Regions from separate parts of the Danio rerio genome. Here region 1 is linked to region 2. The links are chromatin contacts, called in public Micro-C maps. All regions are on one chromosome and are shown on one strand. Each heading gives the region's core, a stretch centred on a gene start, on an enhancer-like site or on the middle of the called end of the contact. The rest is flanking DNA. Distances are from core to core; before and after follow the strand shown.

Evidence for each region. A called contact is a pair of places that touch in the nucleus more often than the background predicts.
Region 1: a Micro-C map of caudal fin shows a contact between it and region 2, with 2.1 times the contacts expected there. The contact joins the enhancer-like site here to the promoter of adma in region 2. A contact is called at or near these places in 2 of 18 Hi-C or Micro-C datasets (caudal fin and an unstated tissue).

The regions. Positions count from the first base shown.
Region 1 is chr7:72,357,833-72,365,110 of GRCz12tu, forward strand. The region is part of intron 2 of sbf2 (SET binding factor 2); the gene reads left to right. Among named protein-coding and RNA genes, the nearest start is that of sbf2, 40 kb to the left of the region's middle. Within about 2 kb of position 5,784, at least 3 of the 62 cell types and tissues checked have an H3K27ac peak or open chromatin away from gene starts, as enhancers often do.
Region 2 is chr7:72,310,631-72,317,578 of GRCz12tu, forward strand. It overlaps adma (adrenomedullin a), which reads right to left and starts at 2,942. Exons shown (of 4, transcript NM_001326709.1): 1 at 2,824-2,942; 2 at 2,323-2,426; 3 at 2,115-2,228; 4 at 746-2,003. The coding sequence starts at 2,414. The coding sequence ends at 1,694.

The sequences.
Region 1 (7,278 bases), core at 4,534-7,033, 50 kb after region 2:
GAAAGTATTATATATATATTACTTGCTTCATTTATTGACTGTTATTGTTCCTTTTGTATGTACTCTGACCTGTTTACCAAGTTACCTTTACATGCACATACACACACACATACACAAACACACGCACCTGCCAGTATCTGACTGTATTGTTGTTGTTTTTGTTATTTTTGTTATGGTTTCATTTTGTTTGCATTTGTATGTTCTCAATTTGTGTATACCTTTTGTATAATCTATTAAAAAAAAATATATATAGTTTACTCATATTTTACTATTTTAAAGCAGATGCTTCGTAATTTAACATTCTGCTATAGCAGTGGTTCCCAAAGTGGGTGTCGGGACCCCCCTAGGGGTCGCGGTATAATGAAGAGGGGTCGCCTGGTGATTTCCAAAAATCTATTTATTTTCAATTAACCACTAGAATTACCATTTTTTACTGAAGGGAAAACAATAGTTGTTTATAGTTGCATGCAATATTGTTTTTATAGTAGCTTATAGTTACTAGTTCTATTGGATTGCGACCCCTGGGGTAATTACATAATATTAAAGACACAGCAATAGCGTCAGATGCAGCAGATCGATTTTATGGCACCAGGTTAAACTTTCTGGCCTATTTACAGCACTGACATACATTAAAAAAAATAAACGAATAATAGAATTGGGTCTAATGGAGTGTGTGTGCGCCATTGCATGCAAGGTTTCTGTATTTATAACCACCTCAGAGGATATTGGGGGTCACGAGTCACTGGCATTGTCATTTTTGGGGTCGTAGGCTGAAAAGATTGGGAACCCCTGTGCTACAGTATACAACAGTTGTGATCCTATTATCTATTGTGAGCATATAACATATTGAAAAAGGGGTTCAGATGTCTGGTCATCAGTGTTTGTTTCCCACTCAGAGCTTCGGAAACCACTCACGGTTTCTGAATGAAATGGCAAAGCTGGAAAGCTTTAAATGATTACAGAACCATTTGAGCAGAGAAAACACTGTCACGTTTATCATAAGACAAGGACACAATGTAATGTATTGTAGCAGGAATGTAATACAGTCCAGCTGAATCACAGCCGGCATGATATTCAGCTTTCTGACATGTTATATTGCTTGCTATCATGCATTCAAAGTGCATTTTCATTTTTTTTCAGAAGCAACTTGGATCCAGTTAGGAGAAATGTCTAGTTCATCTTTTGTCAAGTTCATTCTGTTCTGTGGTTTGTGAGGAAAAGCTAAATGAGAGTTACTCAATAATTATTTTGTGTTTTGACGGTTATCATGGTAATGACGTTCTGTGGATGGTTTGAGTGTCACAATACAACTTGTTGTGAGAACTTTAAACAGAACAAAGTTAATAATAGAAAGACTTTCCTTTTTCATGTTTTTTTATCTTTAAAAGGAGAACAATTATGCATAAGTGTCATCAGAAGAAGAAAGCCTTGCCCCCTAGGGACAATCTCTTCTTCATTAGCATGGGGCTCATCTTGTTTTTGAGTCTGCCACTATGCTTACACACAGGCATTTGTAGATCTGTCCTATTTTTAAAAAAGAGCATGGTCTCATTTGAATTTAAAGTGACAGTAGAGCTACACGATTAACTGAAAAAAGATCCCAATCGTGATTCGACCAGCTAGACCAGGGATGTCAAATTCAATTTCTGGAGGGCCGCAGCCCTGCAAAGTTCAGTTCCAAGCTTGGTCCAACAAACTTACCTGTAGGTTTCAATCAAGTCTGAAGGACTCAATTACTTTGATTAGGTGTGTTTAATTAGGGCTGCGGCCCTCTAGGAACTGAGTTTGACATCCCTGCCCTAGATTATCTTAATCCAGCATTTCGAAGATTTTGCCTTTCATATTTTCAGGTTCTTGAGAGAAGCAAAGGCAGCCAGACAAATCTTCACATTGTTTTATATACGTAACTTAGCACTGTGGACACCTCCAAATGGTGTTGAAAGAGTCACATACTGTATTTATAAGGTATAATTCACCCAAAAATGTCATTTCTGTCTTCATGTAATGATGTATTCGCGGCCTCGAAATTATACGTGATGGGAGCTGACCTTTATATGCTACCACAGAGAGGGCCTGTGAATAAAGTCTATTTTAGTGAACAGAACCTGCATAGGCTGTGAATAACAGGTAATAAAGTTGTAAATAACATTCAGTTTGTTGAACAAAGCGATCAATTGGGAGCATGAACCACTCTTAGTAGTAAAAATGAAACCAAAAGCACATCATTTAAATCATTTAAATAATCATAACGCATTTTAGAAAGCATTTAATATGTTTTTCTTTAATAGCAAACACAAAGTGTTGGACTATACATGAGAAAAACTGTTTAACAGTGTCAGTTTAACTACTCCTAGCCGATATAATGTTGAATATAATGCAAAGGAATCTGATGATGACAAATGTCTGATTTTATCAGTGGAAAAAAAATGGTCAAATTCTTCAAAGTTTATTCAAAATGTAGCATTTTGACCAAAATATAAAATAAACAAATAAAATTAATATAATTAAAAAATGAGAATGTAATTAAAAATAAATTAATATAATTATTTATAAATTACAATATAATAATAGCCCACTGATATTAACCTTTATTTTACATCTGTGGAATTGTGAGAAAAATCGTGATCTTTATTTTTAGCAAAACTAAATAAATAAATCTTGATTCTTATTTTAGCTGGACTCGTGCAGCTCTAAGCGACAGTCACCAAAACCTCACAGTTAGGATCAAAGCCTAAAAGGGGCAGATTCATAAAGAGCTTTAAAACATTGTTTATATTGTATTTTGAGTTCACAAACACACTCTATATAATAGCTCTAATTGGTTTCCTTTAATGTATTTGTTCTTTAAAATCTCCTAGCTTTTGGATTTATTAATTTCTAAACAATGACCTATTGACATTCTTATCAAAATGTTGCGTTAAGACTTGTTAAAATCACACGGGTAGTATTCTGACTCACAAACGGTCGTCTCGCACACAAGCATGCTTGGAGTGCAGCTATATTAGTCACATTATAAAGGCTGAAGAGAACATTCCTCTGAGCTTCACCAAGTTCAATGCTGAATGTCAGGGTCACTTGATTGCAGGCGAGCGTGTCCTCGTATAAAATGACTCATGTTAAACTTGAACAAGCAAATCAGAAATTAATTTATATAGTGCACAGTGCAGGATAGATGTTTTTTATTAGCAGAATGTTTGCAGGCGCAAACCAGGTTCTTCATGAGCCAAATGTAGTGCTGTTAAAAATATATATGTTTTGTAATTCACAGGTGTTTTCAGTGTACTTGAATTACATTATGGGGACTCTGTTAAACATTGGACTCAGTGGACTCTGATCTCTGTCCACTTTTGATGTTAAAAATTCAACTCTGCGGATTAATAAAGTGACTGTTATTGATGTAAAGTAGTTTTACACAATGTATTGTATATAAAATGATATACGTAGAAATATGTCTATAGGACTGACATTTTGGAACCCGTATTTACACCACCAATACAGACAATAAATCACTTCAAACTATTACAATGTCTATAAAATTCACTTTTTTCAAACTTTTCAGCATCAAAGGTTGCCAGAGGAAATACCAAGGCCCCAAAGCACAATTCAAAAGCATAAATAAACTAGAAAGAAAAAGCAGACCAAAAAAGATGCATTTTAATGTGCTAAAAAAAAGAAAGAAAAAATAAAAACAAAAAAAGAGCTTTTGCTTGTAATGGGTCAGTTTTCACCTTTATTTATTTATTTATTTATTTATTTATTTATTTATTTATTTATTTATTTATTTATTTATTTATTTATTTATTTATTTATTTATTTATTTGTTTGTTATTTTATTTATTTATTTATTTATTTATTTATTTATTTATTTATTTATTTATTTATTTATTTATTTATTTGTTTGTTTATGTTTATTTATGTTTATTTATGTTTATTTATTTATTTATTTGGTTGTTTATTTATTTATTTATTTATTTATGTTTATTTATTTATTTGTTTGTTTGTTTGTTTGTTTGTTTGTTTATTTATTTATTTGTATTACCACATTGAAGTGTACCGTCTCATTTTCAAGGGGGTCCCACAGTTTGATTCATTACTAAAGGTCTTATGGTTTATTGTGTGATTTTAAAATGTCAAAGCAGATAGGGTGTTCTTGTCTTCCTCGTTGGATGCTTTATACAAGACCTTTAATGGCCGTTTCCTCTGAGTTGTACAGTATGGTACGAGTCGGTACAGGCCACCTTTATCAGGCTTGCGTTTCCACTGCTAAAAGGGTACCAATGGTACTCTTGATGGGAGTGGTGTACGACAGACAGTTTTAGACAACGTCATTTTCGCTCGAGGAAATGTCAAAGTTAAGCTGTATGGGTTGTTCACATATCATAAGAGAAGCACTTCTGACAAAACAGATGCTTTATATAAATACTTGTGTATAAATGTTTATTGCTAACCTGTCTATGAACATGATTTGATTATAACTGCAGATCAATGACAGTGCGAAATAGTCTACTGTAACGTCTGTGATTATATGAAATAAATAAATGCAACATATATGAACACATACAGCCCCTTACAGTCTCCGATGTTACCAACTAAAGAAGAACTACACACAGCATACATTTACTCCTTATTTAGGTTTAAAAAAAGAAAGAAGAAATATAGCCCACAGTCAGTGCAAACCTTTTTTTCTGTATCTTTAATCTTCACCATCACATGTAATCTCTGTTAGAAAGTAATTCCATCATTCAGAGTTCATAATAGTCCAACAGGTGATGGTAACAGTTTAACGTGGCAGTTTGTTCATGTTTTAGGTTGCTGAAAGAATCATTTGCTCCTTTGCTTTTTCACATGTCACTCTCGTGTTTTTAATAGGATCGGATGTCAGAAGCACTTTAATAATCATGCGCACGTTATTATTATTATCAGCTCAAAAAGTTTGTTGATTTAAATATAGACGGGCGGTGAACACAAACAAGAAAGTGAAACCGCATCAGACGGCCTTGTAAAAAACTATGGTGCACAGGCTTCTTAATTGCTTTGTCGCTATTGATCAAAACTACGACAAGGTGTGTTTGAGCATGGGTCAACCATGGCCTGTTATTATATGTATATATTATTACAGTGTATTGTCTCGGCTGTGTTTTAAAAAAAAAAAAAGCAGATCCCTTTGTTTTCATTCTGGCTTGTTGCACGAGCGAGTGACGAATCTCTGTAAACCAATAGCGTTCAGTTTTGCGTGTAGCTCCGCTTCCGCCTACCCTTTTGTTGTGGTCAAAAAGTGGTACGGTACAGTTCGCTTTTAGGTACCTTTTGACGTTGGAAACGGCCATAAAAGCGTATCGAACAGAACCGTACCATACCACTCAGTGGAAAAGGGCCATCAGCTGACAAACTAGAGCTGAATTTATGATGGCACCTGATAGTGCCGGTTGCCTACGCTAAGGTGCGTCCCAGAGAGGCTCACTCTCAGAGATGATACTCACCTTACACTAACAATTGCAAGTCATTCTTTTTTTCAATCCTGTTAACCTTTCTGCAACATTTGCTATTTGGTGCATTTCAAAAATCACCCTTTGCAAACAATCATTTTTTTCAAGTGGCTGATACACATTGACGTTAGCTGGAATGCTTGAGCATCTCAAGGCTGTGCATGGCTTTCTTCTTCTGATAGCGTAACGCTTTGTACCTGTTTGTCACTGTCACCACGATCGCTTGCTGTTAACCTCTCGTCTCGACAGATATTTGCTCTCGCGGATATCTTTATTCTCTGGCACGCATGGAAGCTTTTTGCGCTGCGGCCAGAATGATGGACTAAAATGTTCCTGTTAAACTAACAACAAGACCCATTCATCTAACCTCCTACGACAGCACGAGCCACTTGGCAGTGTTTTTGAGCATGAGAACTGGGACTGAGGCAGACCGAGACCCTTGGCACCTCCCGAAGCCAGTTGGACCTTATTGCTTCTGGCTACACTGCTTGTTTCACGTCTCTAGCAAATTAAACCAGAATCTTCTGCTTTATTTCTACTGACTGCATCAAATGGATTATGTCCTTCATCTTGAAAGCTTGAAGAAAAACATGCTTCCTTTTATTCTCTGGGAGTGGGAGTGGGAATAATATAAGGTGTTATTAACCCCTATAAATATTTTTCCCCTATTTCTGTTTAACGGAGAGAGGATTTTTTTCAACACATTTCTAATCATAATAGTTTAATTAACTGATTTCTATTAACTGATTTCTTTTATCTTTGCCATGATGACAGTACATAATATTTGACTGGATATTTTTCAAGGTACTAGTATTCAGCTTAAAGTGACATTTTAAAGGCTTAACTGGATTAACTAGGCAGGTTAGGGTAATTAGGCAAGTCATTGTATAACGACGGTTTGTTCTGTAGACTATGGAAAAAATATTGCTTAAGGGGTCTAATAATATTGACCTTAAAATGGTGTTTAAAAAATTAAAAACTGCTTTTATTCTAACTGAAATAAAAAAATATTAATAATTAGAAAAAATATTATCAGACACACTGTGAAAATTTCCTCAACATCATTTGGGAAATATTCAAAAAAGGAAAAAATAAAAACAATGGGGGCTAACAAAACTAGAGTTTTTAATGTGCTTTTTTAAATTTATTTTTTTACTTCAGCTGTGTACATGTATAAATGCATATGCATTTATTTATTTATTTGTATTTGTTTTATTGATCAATTTAATTATGTAAAAGCTAACTGACTAACTAACTAACTGAGGGAAATTATTGAATGAATGAATGAATATATATGTAAAACATTTTTCTCAAACCCATTTCTTAAAAATCCAATAAAAAATAATAATAATTATTTTAATATGGTGCCTATATATATATATATATATACAATAACTTGCCTAATTACCCTAACCTGCTTAACCTAGTTAAGACTTTAAATGTCACTTTAAGCTGTATAGAAGTGTCGTAAAAATATCTAGTCAAATATTATTTACTGTCATCATGGCAGAGATAAAATTCATCCGTTATTAGACATACGTTATTAAAAACTATTATGTTTAGACATGTTTAAAAAAAAAAATCCTCTCTTTGTTAAACAGAAATAAATAAAAAAAATAAATAAATAAACAGGGGGGCTAATAATTCTGACTTTAACTGTATATTATATATATAGTCTTCAACTATATATATATATATATATATATATATATATATATATATATATATATATATATATATATATATATATATATATGTGTATATATATATATATATATATATATATATATAT
Region 2 (6,948 bases), core at 1,692-4,191:
TAAGAAAAAAAAAAACTTGCAAGCTATAATTGTTCACCTGGGGAGGTAAACAGTGGCAGTATGTCCAGTAGAACACGGAAAAAAAATAGGCTATTTTTAGCTTTCTGACATCACAAACATGTTAGCATTTCATACTAATCAAGTAACACTAAATACCTAAGCTTTTATAGATTTAAAAACATCTAAATTTTTGATGAAGGCAGTTTATAAATAAAATTCAGTAGCAGAACCGTCTTTGGTTTCAACCTGTATTCAGTGGACACTTGTTAAATTGAGATTATCAGTGTTCTTCTGTGTACGTGCTCATTTGTGATTAGCATCATATGGTGCTTTTAAATTAGGGTTACAGGGGTGCAACAGTAAAAGAGTGCATTTCAGAAGTTCCTTCTCATTAAGATTGGAATGAAAATGATGTGTTGAAGTGGAATGTGGTATGGAGCGCCTCTCACCTCTGCTCTACATCCAGAAACCCACCCCATGTAGAGCAGCCATTAAACACAACCCTAGCCCACTCTTCCTTCAGAAACAGATTTCTCCATCTACTACCTACTACATCTAGAGAAGGTATTGAAACAGAAAGCACTTGGCACCCTGTTTGCCCTCCAGGCCCTTTAACATGTAATAACCCAGACCAGGTGTTGATCATCTGTCTGTCCACTTGGCAATCCGGACGAGAAACAATGGAAAGACTTTCCTTTTACTACCTTCACTTCCTTTGGAACAAACAGACAAGCTCCCGAAGACGTCAGCTTTAATTGTATGCAAAAGTTTATTGAATGACAACATTCACATTTCACAGAAACACACAAATAAAATAGATCCCATTTTACACACACACACACACACACACACACACACACACACACACACACACACACATATATATATATGCATAAAAAAGTTATCCTATACCACAGCTTTTTGACATGAATAATATATATATAATGCTACCTTCAATGCCCCTAATATTTTTGATCCCTGTACAAAAATAGCTCTCTGGAAGTAGTACAAAATTATATAAAACAATTAAATAGTGATATTCTTCACAATTTTCTTTTCAAATATACATATACTCGCAATAATATTAATAGATAGAAGTAATAGATTGCACATATCTCTTTACAAAAAACAACGACAACAATGTTCAAGTAAGTTCGAGTGCAATCCTTGTGGACATATAACCAGTTCTAATAACCAATTCAATCAGACGATCATCCTGCTTACAGTGTCCAAACGTGCGACTCCAAATTAGAAACACCCTCATTGGCATCTTCAAAGTCGTTCTCTGAGTGTGTATTCCATTCTGGAATCTTGATTCTTTCCCTGTTATGTCCAAAGTCTTTCAGGACACAGTGACACTGGTCTAGCACAACTAATCCCACCGGCTTGATTACCAGGACGGCAGTCCCAAGAGAGGAAGTTCTGCTTTTCCCTGAGGCCAGTCCACTTCAGTGCAATGATATCTTGCTTATATCCAAGGCACACTTGTTCAGTTGCTCCATTTGCCTCCCTGCTGCTATTGTTTCTTTGCTTCTCTTTGTGGAGTTCCCCATCGAGGGCAGCCTTCAGGAGACTGGATTGCTCTTCCAGTCGCTGTGCTTGGACAAGAATGCGCTGGAGAACTCTTGGCAGGAGTCTCTGTCGCCAGGCGAGCCTCTGTCGCCGCGTCCCCAAGTGCTCCCACCCCGTACGCTCACGTCCGTCTGAGCAGCGCTTCCAGCTTGTGCAGCCACGATTGAGAGTTTGAGCTGCTCCACACCATCCTCATCCCACTGCCATCCTTCCGCAGTCTCAAAACTTTCTCTGGAACGGACCTTCGCCGGCGGCCATACCCGTAGGGATTGATCTTGTCAACGGGTGCATTCCCAATCTTGAGTTTGTTGTTGAGGTCATGGAGACGGTGTGCCAGCACATGCACCGTGCAGGTGCCAAGCGAGCAGCCTGATCTCCTGGACTGGTTGATGGAGTTCTTGGAGCGTTTTGCTCTAATGCTGATGTCAGTGCTGGAAAGGCAGACAAGAGAAGACGTTAATGCCTGGCTGGTATTTCTGAGCAATTCATTTAAGTTTAATGTTCTAACAGAAAACGGTGACTTGAGTTGCATTTTTTCTTACCTGGAATGTGGCCTCAAGTTGTCTTTAACGTCGTCTGGTCTGACAAACTGCCTGTTTTCTAAAGCCCTCAGTGCAGGAAGACTCAAATCCCTTTTTGATCTCTGAAGCCAGACGCTGAGTATCAAAGAGAGGAAAGCATGTCCGTTAGAAAACTTTTCAAGCAACAGTGAACATCGGTACTGAATCAAGTCGTGACTTGAGTGCTTACCTTCTTTTCAGGTCATGCTTCGCACTGTCCACGCCGGGTGCAACGGCGGCCAGGAGGCAGCAGCAGAAGATTGACTGCAGGATCAGTTGCATCTTGATTGAAATCTTAAAGGAAATAAATGAATCGTCTGTTAGACATCAACCTCCAATAGTCTGAATGCAACTCCCCTACTCTGTGCCAACCATGCTTTGCTCAGGCTTGCACAAGAGTCCAAAATCCAAGCTATTTACACTCTCATCATGCATTTATTTACTATGTCAAGCTGAGGTTGCACTTTCTATGAATAAGTAAACTTGCAGCTATGCTTCAGGTCCCCAATAAGCACTAAATGATGTATATTCTTCCAACTACATCAGGCAACAAATTCTCTTCAATAAGACTACAGTTACACTTGCCTGGCTTACATGTGCAAAACTGGGTCTCAGATTTCTTACGTAACTACAGATAACCTGTGCATTGATCCCAAGCAAGTAACAAAAAGGCATATTTAGAAATGCATACCTGTGTTGACGTACTCTTGGGTTGGCCTCAGAAGTCTGTGTGGAAAGTAATCCAAAGGCGCTTGACTTGCTGGGAATGCTGGTGCAGCAGTGATACTCTTCTAATAGTCTGACTCTCCAGAGCTGGGGTAAGTGCATTTATACTAGTAGAGATGGGAGGGGCCGAGGCTGACACACTCTCTCATCTCAGGACTTCCTCTCCGTTGCTCAAGCTGAAAATCTCAAAGTACCAAAGAGAATAAGAAAATGAAACTGGGCTTATTGATGAAATTGCTTAATCAAATTTTTTCTTAAGGAAGCAATAAACCGCTGCCAGTAATCACGGGGATTTCTTTGGGGTATGCCAACGTTACTAAAAATTAGTTTTTTTTTTTTTTTAAACAGCATTGTTGATTGTTGTATTTGAGTGTTGTCTGGGGGTATGGCAATGATCTGTATGCTCCTTAAAGATAAGAAACAACAAGTATTAACTTGTTTGATGTAAAATATTATTGTTAAATAAAAAATCATGGCCAATGCATATAAATATAATACAATATGAAAATAAAAATGAATTATTAAAGCAGTTTAACTGTTTCAACTAGTACTGAGTGAGCTTTTGGTAACACTTTTCGACAAAGACCCACTGGTTGACATCAGTTAACGCTTTAATTAATATTAACTACCAATTTGCCACTGTGTTTATTCATATTTGTTCAGTTTAGTTAATAAAGAAGCAGTTTTGTTGATTGTTAGTTCATGTTACCCCATTCATTAAATGGCTTAAGGGATTTAATTCTGGGGGAAAAAATAAACCAATGCCAGTACTTGTGAATACTTTAGAAAATGACAACATTAGAGTGAATTTAGCCTTTTTTTCTGATGACTTTTAGACCTGTGTTGTTGGCTGGGGGTACAGAAATGATGTGTGCTCTTACAAAAATAAGAAAAAAAAAAAACAATGTTTAACTTGTTTGAGGTTAAATTAATATTATATTAATGCAAAATACGAATATTAATATCTTTATGCAGCTACACGTAACACAATAACATAACAACAACATAATTTATCAAAGCAGTTTAACTGATTTAACACAAAGTATCGTGAGCTTTTGAGAACACTTTACAACAAAGACCTATTAGTTAACATCAGTTCATGCTGTAATATTACCTAGCAGTGAGCTACAGCATACATATTTATATGTGTCTTTGTTTATTTTAGTTACCAAACATTGACTTGTTCATTGCAATTACATTTATATTAAATTATATTTGCTATTACATTTATTAAAGTCAAAAATTGATGCTATTAAAGTTAACAAAGACACAACAAATGCTTCATGATAATTAATCAGTTATCTAATGCTACCTATTTTATTTTTGTCAAATAAAGTGAAATATATAGATCATGACAATACTGAATATAATTAAGCCTATACATTCATTAAGCTGATACTGATAGTATTTTCTATGCAAAAGGGTAAAACTGTCCATTCCTGGATATGTAAACACAGATAAAGAGAGAGATTTACACTTTAGCGAGAATGCCTACTGACCTTCACCTAATTTCACTTTATACTACATCAAATGACTTGAAAAATAAGCAAATAAAGTTAATATGTGCATTCGGTTCTCCATCTAACAGCCAACGTTTATTAAACGAATGTCATCTGTTCATGTTAATTACTGCAGTCTTGATTTGTCCTTATATGGAAAGATTGCTCAACATCCACACACTCTCAGTCCATATATGGTAAATATTTGCTAAACCAATATGTCATAGTTATCAGAAGGTTTGCTGACATTTGATCAGGTAAGATGGGGGAACCCATAGTGGCTGCTGGGAGGTAGCTTTATGTGTGTTAAACGTTCAGGAATGCTAGCATTACAATGAGTCACTGAACACCCTGATGGGGCTGAGCTTTCAGATATTTAACGGGAATTTACTGCTGTTGTTGTTTTTTTTATTTTGGGGTTCACTGCAATGAGGAGAGAGATTATCAGAAATGTGACAACTTTTGATATAGTTTAGTTCACTGACAACAATTACCTTGGTATTTTTGTAGTACCTTTGTATATGTTATTTATACCTAATGTTACATGTCATGGTGTCTTATGCGGCATTATTTATTTATTTATTTATTTAAGTTATTTATTTAAGGGATAGTTCATCTATAACTGAAAATTCTGTCATCGTTTACTCATCACTTGTAACAAACACAAAAGAAGATATTTTGAAAAATGTTGGACACTTGTAAGCATTGACTTCATATTTGATTTTCCTACTATGGAAGTCAATTATTACTGGTTTCTAACATTTTTCAAAACATCTTTTTTTGTGTTCAACAGAAGAAAGAAAACTCATAAAGAGTTTAAACAATCACGTGGGTTTCCTCTGGGTGCTCCTGTTTCCCCCACAGACCAAAGATAGGTACAGCTGAATTGGGTAAGCTAAAATTGACTGTAGTGAATGAGTGTGTGTGTGCATGTTTCCCAGTGATGGGTTGCGGCTGGAAGGGCATTCGGTGTGTAAAACATATGCTGAATAAGTTGGCGGTTCATTCCACTGTGGCGACCCCAGATTAATAAAGGGACTAAGCCGGAAGAAAAATGAATAAATGAATGAGTTTGAACAACACAATCTCACTGCAATTCGTAACTTTTTTATTTAGTGGCTAATTCGTATGAATTTACACGATCTCATTTGTACAATTTAGTATGAATTGCTTAGTCCCCAATGAATGTTCACTGAAAAAAAAGATGTCTGCAAAATTGTTGCAAATAATTTATATATGTTGAATTTAGACAAACAAATATAATTTAATAATCTTAAATGTTCAATAATGTTGTTTAAATCCAGCAAAAATAAAATTTTCACAACCACTTAACTTAGAAAAAAATTGTAAATCCAAGGAATCATCGTTGAATCATTTCAGTGTTGGATTTAGGGGCGGGGTTAGGTGCCACACCTCCTTTTTAAAATTGTGCATTTACATACGACCGAACTGTTTGAACTTATACGAATTAGCCACCAAACTGACAAAACGTAAAATACTTACATTTCCTTGTGAGATCAGGTGGGTTTGAACCACTTGAGGGAGAATAAATGGTGAGTATTTGTTCATTTTGGGTGAACTATCTTTTTAAACTATTTATTTATATTGGTATGGTTTATTCTGATGGCTATTTTTAAATGATAAATGTAAATATTCATTGTAAATATACGTTTATCATACACTGCTTTTCTTATTTACAGTTTTAGTCTTGTTTCTAGTCTAAAATATTCTTAAATCAAGAAATATTTTTAGACAATCAACAACAAATTAAGAGATAAGTCAAAATTAAGTGTTTTCCCCTTAAAACAGGACAAAAAAATCTCCCAATGTGGTAAGTAAAAGAAATATATATATTTTTTGTCTAGAAAATTGTTTAATTACTAACCCTCAAATAAACTCAAATAAACTCAAATAAAAAAAATTCAAGTGAAATGTGAGAGCTCCCTCATCCTCCATAGACAGCAATAGACTTGCTACAGACCGCAACTCGTCCAGAAGTCCAGAAAAATACTCCAAAAATTCTTCAAAACAGATCATGTGCTTTAAATAGTATATTATCAAACTACAAGATTACTTTTGTTTGCGCATAAAACAAAAAGAACAACTTTCCTCTTCACAGTATCAGTATTGCATGCTGTTATGGGAGCACTGTGCTCTCATTTTCTTTTTTGATTGAACAAAACCTGCATCTATTCTTTGGTACCTTTGGGTTACATTTCACTTTCCCCATTGGAAGATTACTTTTCTTATTTTAAGGGAAAAACATGTCATTTTCACTCATTATTTCTGAAAACAAAGCAATATTTTATACTTGTCTAGAAAATGCTTCGTGATTTAAGAATTTTTAGATATTTGGACAAGAAAAAAAAACAAAAAATTGTGACAAACAGCACTTTTTTTGGCTCATCTTTATTGGGGAACGACCTTAACCACATCAAAAAAAAAAAAAAAAAAAAACTAATCATTTGGTGCAATATTGGTCCCAATATTATCACGAGCCAACGAAACTACCACAAAGAACCACTGGAGAACCTTTTTTTTTTTTTTTGTAAATTACTATTACTTAATTTTTTTTAAGTAATAGCACCTCC